Regions from separate parts of the Mus musculus genome. Here all the other regions are linked to region 3. Evidence: chromatin contacts called from public HiChIP or PLAC-seq and capture Hi-C data. All regions are on one chromosome and are shown on one strand. Each heading gives the region's core, a stretch centred on a gene start, on an enhancer-like site or on the middle of the called end of the contact. The rest is flanking DNA. Distances are from core to core; before and after follow the strand shown.

Region 1 (3,918 bases), core at 863-3,362, 68 kb before region 3:
ATGAGTTCTAGGATAGCCAGAGCTACACAGAGAAACCCTGTCTCGAAGGGAAAAAAAATCCAAGTAGTTGATAAACTTTCCATAACTAATACTGAATAATCTATTGTTTCCTTTTGATTTAGAGTTTCCCAAAGCTTTTTGGTTTTAGCAATCCTGTCGGTGTTAGCATCTGATTCCATGTCTGTTCAATGGAGGTATAGCACTCTGATTGCTTCTTAAATAGAGAACTTTCTTAAAATATCACAACTGTTCTCATTGTGGAAGCCTGAAATCACACTCTGTGAAAACAAAACCAAATTCTATTTAGTCTCCGAAGGGCTCCTGCCTCAAGTGTGCCTTACCGTGAAAGATTAGGTCAAGACAACAGGAGACAAGGGAGGGTCTGATTCTAGTCCATATGCTAGACCTCCTTTCTGTACACAAATCTATATTAGGGGAGACTTAGTCTTGACCCTATAGTCTCTTAATTATCCCACAGTACTTCCTGCACTGCCTGGCAAGGTGGTAAATACCAATAATCCCATCATTTGGGAGGTGTCGGCAGGAGGATCAGTAGCTCACCGTCACTCTTGGCTATGAGTTCCAGGTTAGCTTGAATGGCATAAGACCTGTTTCTAAAGACAAAACAAACAAAATCCCCAAGCCAAGCCAAGCCAACCCTTTCTACAATGATGAAAATGTCTTATCACAGCCAATAATGCAGCCAGCACTTGAAGTTTGGCTAAGACACAAGAGGAAACTGAACTACTAAAATTTAATTTACAATGCCACATATGGTTACTTATTGGCCATTGTAGTAACTATGAAGACTGGTTGGCCTATAAATTGTACGTTTCCTTGGATTTAAGTTTCAATATTTCATTATCATTGCTAAAATAAAAAAAAAAAGCAAAGTACTTTTTGCCTGGCCAAGTCCTGTCCTCAGTGAGAAAGAGGCTTCTAATTAAGGAGCAATAATGACCAATTTTTAACCTAAAAATAAGCCAGATTGTGAAACTTGACTATGGGATTGCAAGTCCCCATCACTGCAAAAATAAAACAAAATAAAAAACATATGAGGAGGGGATGAGGAAAATGGCTCAGTGAAACACAAGCATGGGGTTCTGTTTGAGTCCCTGCATTCAAATAGAACCTGGGTACAACCTCAGCGTTTGTAACTTCAGTGCTATGGGGGAAAGGGGACAGGCAGAGGGACAGGTGAGAGAATTTGCTGGCCTTCCAGTCTAGCAGGCATGTCAGCTTCAAGTTTAATGGGACCCTGTCTATTAAATTTAAGGTAGGAGCACTAGAGGATGGCCTCGACCTCTGGCCTCCATATGTGCTCGTATGGGCCAGCTCACCAGCACACACAAATACAAACACTTCATGCATGCACACACACCTACTCCACACCACACATACATGACACGCGCACACACACTCACACACGGTAGGGAGGCAGGTGCGGTGTCACTGTGTGTCACTATTCCACAGTGGAATAGATGCGTCCAAGTAGGCAGGTGACAATATAAGGGGAAATCGGTTAGAAGTCAATTCCCTTTCTCAAGGAAGCCTGGGCTAGCGTCCCAGAAGACAGTGAGTGACTGCTGTCTCATGTATATAGAAAGGGAGACACCGCTTCTCAGAAACGGGGTTCTCCCAGGAGCTGAACTGGAGTAGGATGGCCACGGAGGTACTTAGGCTGCTAGATACAAGCTGTATGCAACAAACATGAAGTTGACAGGGGTTTCAAAGTTTGGGGGTTGGTGAATGGGAGAGGGTAACCTGAGAAACAGGGTAGAATGGTTAATTTCTTATGGAGACAAAGTGGGTGGAGGACCCCAGTGATAACGGAGAGAGCGTTCATGAGATAGGGGCTCTCTCTGATGAGAGGGACACAGACTCAGTGGCAGCCACCAAGAATCAGGACACCTGCCTGGTCCCAAGGTCGCAGCTGCTTCCGAGGTCCCAGCGGCTGGTTTGAGAAGCTACAGGTCAGGGTTGGGCGTCCAGAGCATCTGCCCCACGCGAGGCGGACGGCGGTCAGCAGTGAATCCGGAGCTGAGACCCGAGATCCGCGCGTGCGCAGAGCGCGGCTGCGGCCCTCGAGGCCGCCGGGAAGTTGTGAGCGCGGAGGCGCGCACGCGGGGCCCCAGCCGCGCGCAGCCGCGGTCTCCCTAGTTGTGTCCCTCAGCCGCGGTCGCCGTAGCTCTCGACGCGGTCGTCCCCGCCGAGCCGCGGGCGCCGCCGCAGGGAGGGAGCGGCGCTGCGGCCGCCGCCGTCCGAGGACGCCCCGTATTCCGGGGCCCGGCACGGTGGCTGCCCGCTCGCCGAGCGCAGCCCGCCTAGGAGGAAGGCGGCGGCTTGCGTCCAGCGGGCCGCCGGAGCCGGGAGGAGACCATGTCCGTGAGGCGCCCTCAGTTCTCCACGACCGAGCGCGTCATCAAAGGTGCCGAGCGCGCCGCGGGGAACGGCCCTCGCCGGGCGACGGCTCGGGGACTCGAGGAGCGGGGATGGAGGCAGCGGCGGGAGGCGCTGCAGGGCGCGGGGAGGACCGGGCTGCTGTCCGCCGGCGTCCCCGGTGACTGCTGGACGGGTACCTAGCGGGAGGTGGATAGAGCGACCGCGCCCGCCATCCACTCCCGAAGCATCCAGGCGGTTTCTCCTGATTCCCCACTTTTTGGTCTTTCATCTGGGGACACCGTCTGGGTTGTGTGAGCAGGGAGTTCTCTTGACTCACCCAAGTCATGCCTTTCCTTAGGCTCAGCTCTTTTTTGACAGCTCCTTACCAAACCCTTTAAAAAATTATTTTTGAGGGGTGTGGTGGGTATACTGTGCACGTTTGGCTCACTTTCTCTACATATCCCAAGTCATTGCTTTTATTAAAAGAAACAAGATGATAGTGACACAGTCTTCTTAAAAGGGCTTACAAGTTTTGGCTATAAGGACTTGGTGAATAATAATCTCCCAGATGTCTCTCATTATATCTGATATTCAGTTATTCTAAGGAAACACGAAAGTGTTTCTAAATCTTCTGAGTTTATGATATAGTTTCTGCCCTTTACCCAAAAGGACCTGTCTAACATAACCACTGATTCACATGCTTCTATTGTCCGACTTCTAAGACCCCTCCATAATAATAGTTGGTTTGAAAGCACTGTTTTCTAAGAAGGTGCTATGCTTAGACCAGTTATTTCTGAGTGAGGTGGTTTTCACCATAGTGGGAAAAAACTAAAAATTATTTCCCCGTTTCATTTTGATATTAGGAGACAGGAAACTAAGATTAGTAATGATAATTTTTTTTTTAAATAAGGGGGAGCCTATTGAGTGCTCAGAGAGAGAAGGATAGTATTGGTGTCATAAATGTTAGTTATCTGCCTTGGCAGACAGTACTTTTGAGACTTATTTCCTCAGAATTTGGAATCATTAGGGATTGAAGTCAATTGTTCATAGAATGGACTTAGTCCTTTAACAGCTAGAGTGCCATGACGGTCTTCGTGGAAGGCTTTATAGCATTTAAGCCATGAGGAAGATCTGAGCCTCTTAATACACAGGAATCACTTCTACAACCTTCCCTGGTGAAGCAAGGTCATGGTGGACATTAACTTCTGAACTGTCCCGGGTAGCACGGGCCCATGCAAACCAACTGCGCAAGGGCAAGGGTGTTGGCGGGTTCCTCCCACGTTAAAATGATTTCTCGCCACTCTACCATTGTAGTGTTTCGTCCTTCTTTTTCTTCCCATATTTTTCTCTTATCAAAATATGCCTATTTCTCAGCTGAAGTAGACAGGGGAACCACTTAAACCTGAATCCCCGAGTCAAGCCAGGATAAATGAGGTCTGCGCGAGGCTTAAGCGGCGCTCTCCTCAGACCGGCAAGAATCTCAGAGTCTAATCTCCTTTTGTACCAGCTTATTTTCACCAGATTGCATCAAGGACA
Region 2 (4,015 bases), core at 785-3,284, 90 kb before region 3:
TGTCCACCTCCTTCCCGTCCTGGTGGTTGCCTTGCTCCCTGTCCTGGGTGGGCTGGCAGTATGGGGGTACGGTTTCCTCTGCGTTACCGTCATCTCCCTCTGCTCCCTCATGGGGGCCAGCGTGGTGCCCTTCATGAAGAAGACTTTTTACAAGAGGCTCCTGCTCTACTTCATAGCCTTGGCGATTGGAACCCTCTACTCCAACGCCCTCTTCCAGCTCATCCCAGAGGTATGACAAGCTGCAGCGCTCTCACCAGAGCACCCCTGTCAGCGAGGGGCAGTAGGCACAGTGGGGGGAGCCTCTATGTACATGGAAGTTACAGGGACTGGCCCCCAAGACTCCTTTGTTTGGAAAGGAAAGCTAGGACCAAGCTAGGCAAGATTTAAGGGCTAGGTTAAAATCCCATCCTTAACCAGACCCCACACATGGACGAGCCATTCACTTCTGTTCTTTGTATAAGATGAGAAACAATAGGATGACTCTCAAAGGCATATGGGTGCCTCCCAAAGGCTGGGACCGTAGAGTGAAACGCCAATGAAACTTGGCACTGAAAAGATGGCTCAGCTGGTTCGATTCGCAGTACCCACAGGGAGCTTACAAACTCTAACTCCAGTTCCAGATAGTCTCATGCCCTTTTGTGGCCTCTGCAGGTACCAGGTGTGTGTCCGCGACCACACACACACACACACACACACACACACACACACACAGTGCACACATGTACATGCAGGCAAAACACACTTACACATAGGTGGAAGACAAGCAACCTCGAATAGCTCTGACCCTCAGTGTGGGGCTTTAATTTAGAGAAGCAAACCACAGCGAAACCCCCAGTTCTCAGTAAAAACCCAGCTCTTTGGTAGGGAGTTTGAGGGCAAAGGAAATCCAGAGGAAGCAGGACATTTGTGGTACCTTCACGGTGGGTGACCTTCCACGGGAGAGAAGGGAGCCACTGTTTTGAAGCCTGCGTGATTTAGAGAGTATGTTCAGTGGACCTGCTAATTATAATAAGCACAATGCATTTCACTGCGGGTGGTCTGACAAGCCTGAGCAAAGGCAAGGGCCAGTCTCACATGCTTCTGAGAACACTGTTTTCTACAGTATTGTTTTGTGTTCTAGGTGGAGCAATTGTGATGTCTGTTAAATGAATCATGTCTCTCCCTGCTCCCACGCCCCCTACCCCCCAAAAAAGTCTGACCTGCATGAGTGGCCACTACCCTAAGCTTAGGTCTAATGAGTCCTGTGCTCTTGAGTCCCGCCTCACCTACTGGCTCGTCCTTCACTTTTTCCCAGGGTGCACCTCTTCTCCAGAAGAGCTGGCCTGCAAGCAGGGTTTCTTTAACATTTGCCCTCCTGGTCTCTTAGAGGCCGAGGCTAGAGCAGCCCTCTAAGGCGCGTGCTGCCTTAAACTGCAGGAAGAGAAATGTTTGCCCTTGAAGTCACTTGGGGTTCTCCTTCAGGAGGGTTAGCTCTTGTCTCTGTCCTGTTCCCAAGAGACCTGGAGTATATTTTTGGAGATAGCCTCACCTCATGGGTTTAGACTTGCTGTCTTCCTGCCTCCGTCTCCCAAGTACTGGGAATTGAGCCTGTTTTCTGTTAGAAACGACACAAACAGGTCATTGGATACTTGGCACCATAAACCAGGAGCCAGACTTAGGACAGCTCTCTGGCTACTCCCACCTTCTTTTACCCTTCCTTACTTAAGTGAAATTTCCAGAAAGAACTCAGAGCAGCATACCCCCCAGTCCATTCTTTTCAAAAATATTTTTATTTTGTTCTAGAGAAATGGAACCTTTGCTGGGCAGGCTGGCCTTAGAGTCCTGGGGTCCTCCCACCTCCTCCTCCTGAGTTTGGGAAACTGCAGGCTTGTGGAACTAGGCCTGGCTTTTATCCACCCCAAGATGCCTGCAGGGACAGAGCCTGCTTTTTTTGGTTTGTGGTCCTTTCAAGATTCTGTGGTCAGGACGATGCTGCAATTCTTGCTGTGGAACTAGAATGGATTTTCTCCTTTTAGCAATCGTAACTAAGCCACTTCCCGTTGTGTTTACGGGCAGATGAACCGAGGACAGTAGATGAGGCAAAAATAAACGCAGGTGGCCTCCCTTTATACGTGGAATTTGCTGACTAAGTGCTTTTGTGGCTAAGCACTAACAGAGATTAAGACAGCGTCCTCATTAAAAGGAGACAACCACCTTTTAATCCCCAGATCTGGGGAGGTAGAGGCAGGCTGACCTCTGTGAGTCTGAGGACAGCTTGGTCTATGTAGTGAGACCTAGTCAAAAAGAAAAGAAAAAGAAAGCAAGCAAGCCAAGTGGCCATGGTAGTTCCTGCCTATCATGCGACCCAGAATGCTTGCCGCTCTTCCCGCTCTTCCCGAGGCCCAGGGTTTGGCTCCCAGCGTGCACATGGCTCCCGGGTGGGTGCCTACAGCTCCAGGTTCAGGTGAACTGGCACCCTCCTCTGGCCTCCTCAGCCACCTACATGCATATTTGCAAACGCACACATTCACGTACACATAAATAAAAGTTAAGTAAATGTAAAATACATATAATAAAACCCTAAGAGCTGGAGATGTAGCTTAGTGGTAAGGTGATTGCCTAGCAAACCCAAGGTCCTGGATCCAAATGCCCAGGATCAGAAAAGCCTAAAGACAGCCTGCCTTTTGTATCCAAAGAGAATATGCAGGCACCAGGCTAGTGCTGGCGAGTCAGGGGAATGCAGAGGCTAGGTTTCTGCTGGCCGGAGAATGGGCAGCCAGCAGACTGCCCGTCTCCCAGAGTGGAGAGTGGTAAGCAGATGAGAGCCGCTGAAGGCTTATGTTTGTAAACTCATTCTGTTTTCCTGCGCCCACAGGCTTTTGGCTTCAACCCTCAGGACAATTACGTCTCCAAGTCTGCAGTGGTGTTTGGGGGTTTCTACCTTTTCTTTTTCACAGAAAAGATCCTGAAGATGCTCTTGAAGCAGAAAAACGAGGTGAGGCCCAGTTGTTAATGATGACCTATCCAGTGGAAAACCCTAACCTCGAAAACAAAAGTGCTGACGTGGGTCGGTGGGGTGTAGCAGCGCGTGACGGCGCTTGCAGAGCAAGCCTGGCATTCTCTCTATAGAGGACAGTAAAGAGGTTTGGTTACAAGCATCCAGGAACAGCTCTGACTGGTGTAGCTCCTGTATAAGAGGCCTCCTGTCGCTGGCATGGGGTCACTGCCTGTTAGAGTTGAATGAAGTGGCCATCTTAAAAGAGCAACCTAAGAACTTAGAGTAGTGGTCACCTCACTGGATTGGGTGACAGCAGGAGACTTCTTTGCCTACTAGAAAGTCCCTGTCTTTGTATGTGTTGCCACCGGCTATACCAATTTCTCTACGTCCCTGTGTGTGACCTGCTCAGTTTCCTTGGATATAGGAATAAGCTCTTCCCCAGCCTTGGCGTGCTTCCTCCAAGTGGTGGGCGCCGGGCTGGGCTGGGCTGGGCTGGGCTGGGCTGGGCTGGGCTGGGCTGGGCTGGGCTGGGCTGGGCTGGCAGTTTTGATCAGTAACACTGCTCACTCTTCCTACCCTAGCACCATCACGGGCATAACCATTTTACCTCCGAGACACTTCCTTCCAAGAAGGACCAGGAGGAGGGTGTGACCGAGAAGCTACAGAACGGGGACCTGGATCACATGATCCCTCAGCACTGCAACAGCGAGCTGGATGGCAAGGCGCCTGGCACGGACGAGAAGGTCATTGTCAACTCCATGTCTGTGCAGGTCAGCAGCCCTGAGTGCCCCCGGGGAAGCCTCGACACAGAAGCCACGCCTTTGTGAGTCAGGCTCTCCGGAGGTCACTCTGTAACCTGAAGTCCACTGGTGTGTCCTTTCTCATAGGACCTGCAGGCATCCCAGAGTGCTTGCTACTGGCTCAAGGGGGTCCGCTACTCTGATATCGGGACCTTGGCCTGGATGATCACCCTGAGCGATGGGCTCCACAATTTCATCGATGGCCTGGCTATTGGTGCCTCCTTCACTGTGTCTGTCT
Region 3 (3,548 bases), core at 647-3,146:
TGGAATGTAGAAATCTGACGAGGTCAAGAGTTGGTGTGTCTATGGAGGCCTGGACTAGAAGTAGGCTAGTGGGCTTACACATAGACTCAACACATTGGCCAGCCGGTAGCCAATAAAGCTGAAGACACTTGGACCCATACCCTGCAACTCCACACCAAGGATATCCAAGAGGAATTAGCATGCATGTCCACCCGAGGATATGCATAAGCATGTTTGTTTACTGTGGTTTTATCATGGTAGCTCCAGATCAGAAGCAGCTCCCCTGCCTGTTGGTAGTGAATACATTATATTATATTGATACAGTAGGCTACTGCTCACCCATTGGACCTGTTGCATTGAGGTCAAAGCACAAGCTTAGCTCCTGTCCATCAGTAAGAAAGAGTGTCACTCTGAAAGCCAGTGATATCTTGAAGAGTTACACATGCTTTGGAAATAACATATAAGTAATCCCTAATTAAAGCACTGATTCAAACCAGAAATGAAGAGACATAAAATATACTGGGACCAAGCCCAAAAAGGAGTGAAGAAAAAAAAATATGTATATACATACATATATATATATCCCAAGTTACTGCACCTATAAAATTCTCTTGCTACCCTTGATTTGTAGATTTGCTCCTATGAGATCTAGCAAAAAAATTATATTAAAGCAACTTTGTGGATCAATAAATTTTTAAAACTTCAAGTAAGGAAGATAGGTAGGCATTTCTCTTTTTTTCTTAATCCATGTTACTTCCTATTAACCTAAAACACCCTCATCAGAACTGTTCACAGAAAATCTCATATGACTAATTAACAAGTAAAATAAAAGTAGTTAAGTATCTTATATTTTTAAAAGCCTGTACATTTCTTTAGAGATATGGCCTCTAGGAGGTCGACCATCCTTCAGAGGATAGTTCACAGCCCTGTGAAAGAGACTAAGTAGATTCAGTGAGTTATTAAACAACAAAAAAGGAGAGGACATGGAGATGGTGGGAGGTGGGTATGATCAAGATACACTATATATGTACAAATGAAGATCCTGCAACCATGGAGTTGAGGGTGCATTGGAAATACTTTATGGACCTGAGAGAGGACTCAGTGGGTAATAAAAGATACTTATTGCCAAAGTTGATGACCTGAGTTTGGTCCCACATGGTGGAAGAAGAGAACCAACTCCTGCACTCTTTAACCACCATATGTGTGCTGTGGCATGCTCATGAACACACACACACACACACACACACACACACACACACACACACACAATGTAATAGAACATAATGAAGGGGCTAGAGAGATGGCTTAGCAGTTAAGAACACTTGCATTCTTACATGGGGCCTGAATTTGGTTCTCAGCACCCACATGGTGGCTCACAACCATCTATAACTGCATTCCAGGGGATCTGACACTTTTCTGATCTCTACAGGCACCATCCATGCAAATGGTACACATATATAAAAGCAGAAAAAACAGCCATATACATAAAATAAAAATCAACCTAAAAAAAGTTAACCACAGTCAGTGGTAACTAAGATAGGTTTGATGATGATGATGAAGTCAGTAGGTAGCTGGATGTGGCTGCATGCTTGTAATCTCAGCACTTGAGTGGCAGACATGGGAGGATCAGGAAGGAGTTTGATATTCTAGCTACACAGCAAATTTCAGGGATGGCCTGGCCTATATATGACCCTGCTTAAAAAAAATCGTTTTAAGGATTAATGAGAGCTTCAGTGTCTGTAATAAAGCTCTTGCCTGGTGTGCATGAAACTTTTGGTTTGATCCTTAGGACTGGGGAAATGACAGAAAGGAAGGAAAGAAAGGAAATTGTTGATGAGATTTTAGAGAAATGAGGTCATCCTGTGCTGCTTGAGGGAATAGAGCTACTGTAGAGAGAACATTGTATCAGTTCTTCAGATGACTAAATAGAGTCACCATAGATTCAGCACTGCCACCCTACACGGCCCCCTCCAGTGAGAGAAATAAACTATGTCCTCACCAAGACTTGTATATCAATGGTCATACATGACACTTTCAAAAGAGCCTCACATGGCATTCTTCTGAACACCCTAAAGTAGATGCGACTTCAGTGTTCATCCATTGGATAACAAAGTAAGGTCTATACAGTGGGATTCCACATAGCCATAACAAGAAGGAATGCACTCATATGCATCAAGGCTAGGCTATACTGCATAGTGAGTTCCACGCCAGCCTAGCCTACGTAGTGAGAGCCTGTCTCAAAACAGCAAAAATAGTGACATACACACTTGAAACAATGTTCTAGCATAGGAATTATATGTAAACAGTTTCATAATTTTTTTTCTTACCATGTCCCTTGGTACATACAGACTGCATCTTAGTAACCAATGCAAAAAACAGTTCAGTGAGGGCCCTAAAATTTTAATACTGGAGGTCTGTAGAGATGGCTCAACAGTTAAGAGTACTTATGGTCTTTGCAGGGGACCTGAATTCGGTTCCCAAAACCACATAATAGCTCAAAGTCATCCTTGCCTCCAGTTCCAGGGGGTGTGACATCCTCTTCTGATCTCCACATATGCAGGCAAAACATTCAGACACATGAAATAAATAAATCTAGATTTTTTTTTTTTTGAAATGGGATGCTGGTATATACTTTACCACACACATTCAAACTCCAAGTAAACCACCACTCTCCGTAGAGTTTTAGACGGAACTCTGGTTCCCACCTTCTCACAGCTGCAGAGGCAGCACCCTGCTCTGTGAGAGGTGCTGTCCCTCCTTGTGTGGCTTATCTGGCCCGTCTGAGGTCAGAGAGACTACAGCAGTGCTCTAACAGGAGCCTTCCTAGGGGCCATTGCAGGCACATGGGTGCTGGCCGCCAGATCCTGCTCTTAAATTGCAGTGGGAGGTGAAGGAGCTTCGCAGCTCTCTCTCTCTCATAGTGATGAAGGAAACCTCACGGTGGTCTTGCTGCTGAGTGGCCTTCCTTCCTTCCTTAGGAAAGTTGCCCTTGGAGGAGCTGGCAGGGCTCTAATGGGATCTCATTGCTGTACCCTGGAACCATTTCATGTGTTACAGCTTGACTGCCTGACAGAAAGTGGCAGGGGGAAGTTTCCCTATTGGTGCTCATTTTAATTGCTTCCATTTCTGGCACCGGAAGGGAGAAGATTGCTTTCTTAGTAATTGACCTGCTTTCTTGCACAAGGAAAAGAAGCCATATGAGGTGTTAGCGTGAGCCTCTGCCATGTCCTGCATCTCAGATGGGTACAAATCAATTAGAGTTCAAATCAATGCCTAGCTGTTCACCTCTAGACCAGAAGTAACTCTTCACTTATAACCTATTTTTCTCCCCTTCCAAATGCTAGAGCTATTCAAGTACTGTCCTATTCTTTTATTATTGTAATTATTAAATGGTTAAGGACAGTTAGGTCATGCGTAAGTCATTTAACAATACTAAGAAGCAAGATTAAATAGGATTTTTAAATAGGACTGAGCAACAGCTCGATTGATACAATCTGAGCAGTTACAAGCTCAAACATAGTTGTGATATTAAATTATCTGATTTAACAAGTCATTTTGATGTGTGATGA

The links. HiChIP or PLAC-seq counts read pairs in DNA pulled down with a chosen protein or histone mark. Capture Hi-C pulls out chosen DNA fragments and counts their contacts.
Region 1: an H3K4me3 HiChIP or PLAC-seq map of bone marrow-derived macrophages shows a contact between it and region 3, with 2.4 times the contacts expected there. The contact joins the promoter of Ppp3cc here to the enhancer-like site in region 3. A contact is called at or near these places in 17 of 39 promoter capture datasets (the 3T3-L1 cell line, 3T3-L1-derived adipocytes, the C10 cell line and 12 more), 1 of 15 datasets of contacts at CTCF or cohesin (CD8 T cells), 15 of 484 Hi-C or Micro-C datasets (the G1E-ER4 cell line, the HPC-7 cell line, LSK cells and 11 more), 6 of 115 datasets of contacts at active chromatin or transcription factors (the 230-238 cell line, CD8 T cells, bone marrow-derived macrophages and 2 more) and 3 of 9 other capture datasets (adipose tissue, liver and pancreatic islet).
Region 2: a capture Hi-C map of bone marrow-derived macrophages shows a contact between it and region 3, with 2.6 times the contacts expected there. The contact joins two enhancer-like sites. A contact is called at or near these places in 1 of 39 promoter capture datasets (neural stem cells), 2 of 15 datasets of contacts at CTCF or cohesin (CD8 T cells and large pre-B cells), 8 of 484 Hi-C or Micro-C datasets (the G1E-ER4 cell line, the P5424 cell line, bone marrow-derived macrophages and 4 more), 4 of 115 datasets of contacts at active chromatin or transcription factors (the HPC-7 cell line, embryonic stem cells, neural progenitor cells and 1 more) and 4 of 9 other capture datasets (adipose tissue, bone marrow-derived macrophages, liver and 1 more).

The regions. Positions count from the first base shown.
Region 1 is chr14:70,287,691-70,291,608 of GRCm38.p6, reverse strand. It overlaps Ppp3cc (protein phosphatase 3, catalytic subunit, gamma isoform), which reads left to right and starts at 2,112. Exons shown (of 14, transcript NM_008915.3): 1 at 2,112-2,428. The coding sequence starts at 2,380.
Region 2 is chr14:70,309,815-70,313,829 of GRCm38.p6, reverse strand. Slc39a14 (solute carrier family 39 (zinc transporter), member 14) reads left to right here. Exons shown (of 10, transcript NM_144808.4): 5 at 60-229; 6 at 2,855-2,974; 7 at 3,559-3,747; 8 at 3,865-4,015. Among named protein-coding and RNA genes, the nearest start is that of Ppp3cc, 22 kb to the right of the region's middle. Within about 2 kb of position 2,034, at least 53 of the 459 cell types and tissues checked have an H3K27ac peak or open chromatin away from gene starts, as enhancers often do. A contact at or near this core is called in bone marrow-derived macrophages, where this site is marked.
Region 3 is chr14:70,220,254-70,223,801 of GRCm38.p6, reverse strand. The region is part of intron 12 of Ppp3cc (protein phosphatase 3, catalytic subunit, gamma isoform); the gene reads left to right. Among named protein-coding and RNA genes, the nearest start is that of Sorbs3, 14 kb to the right of the region's middle. Within about 2 kb of position 1,896, at least 4 of the 459 cell types and tissues checked have an H3K27ac peak or open chromatin away from gene starts, as enhancers often do. A contact at or near this core is called in bone marrow-derived macrophages, where this site is marked.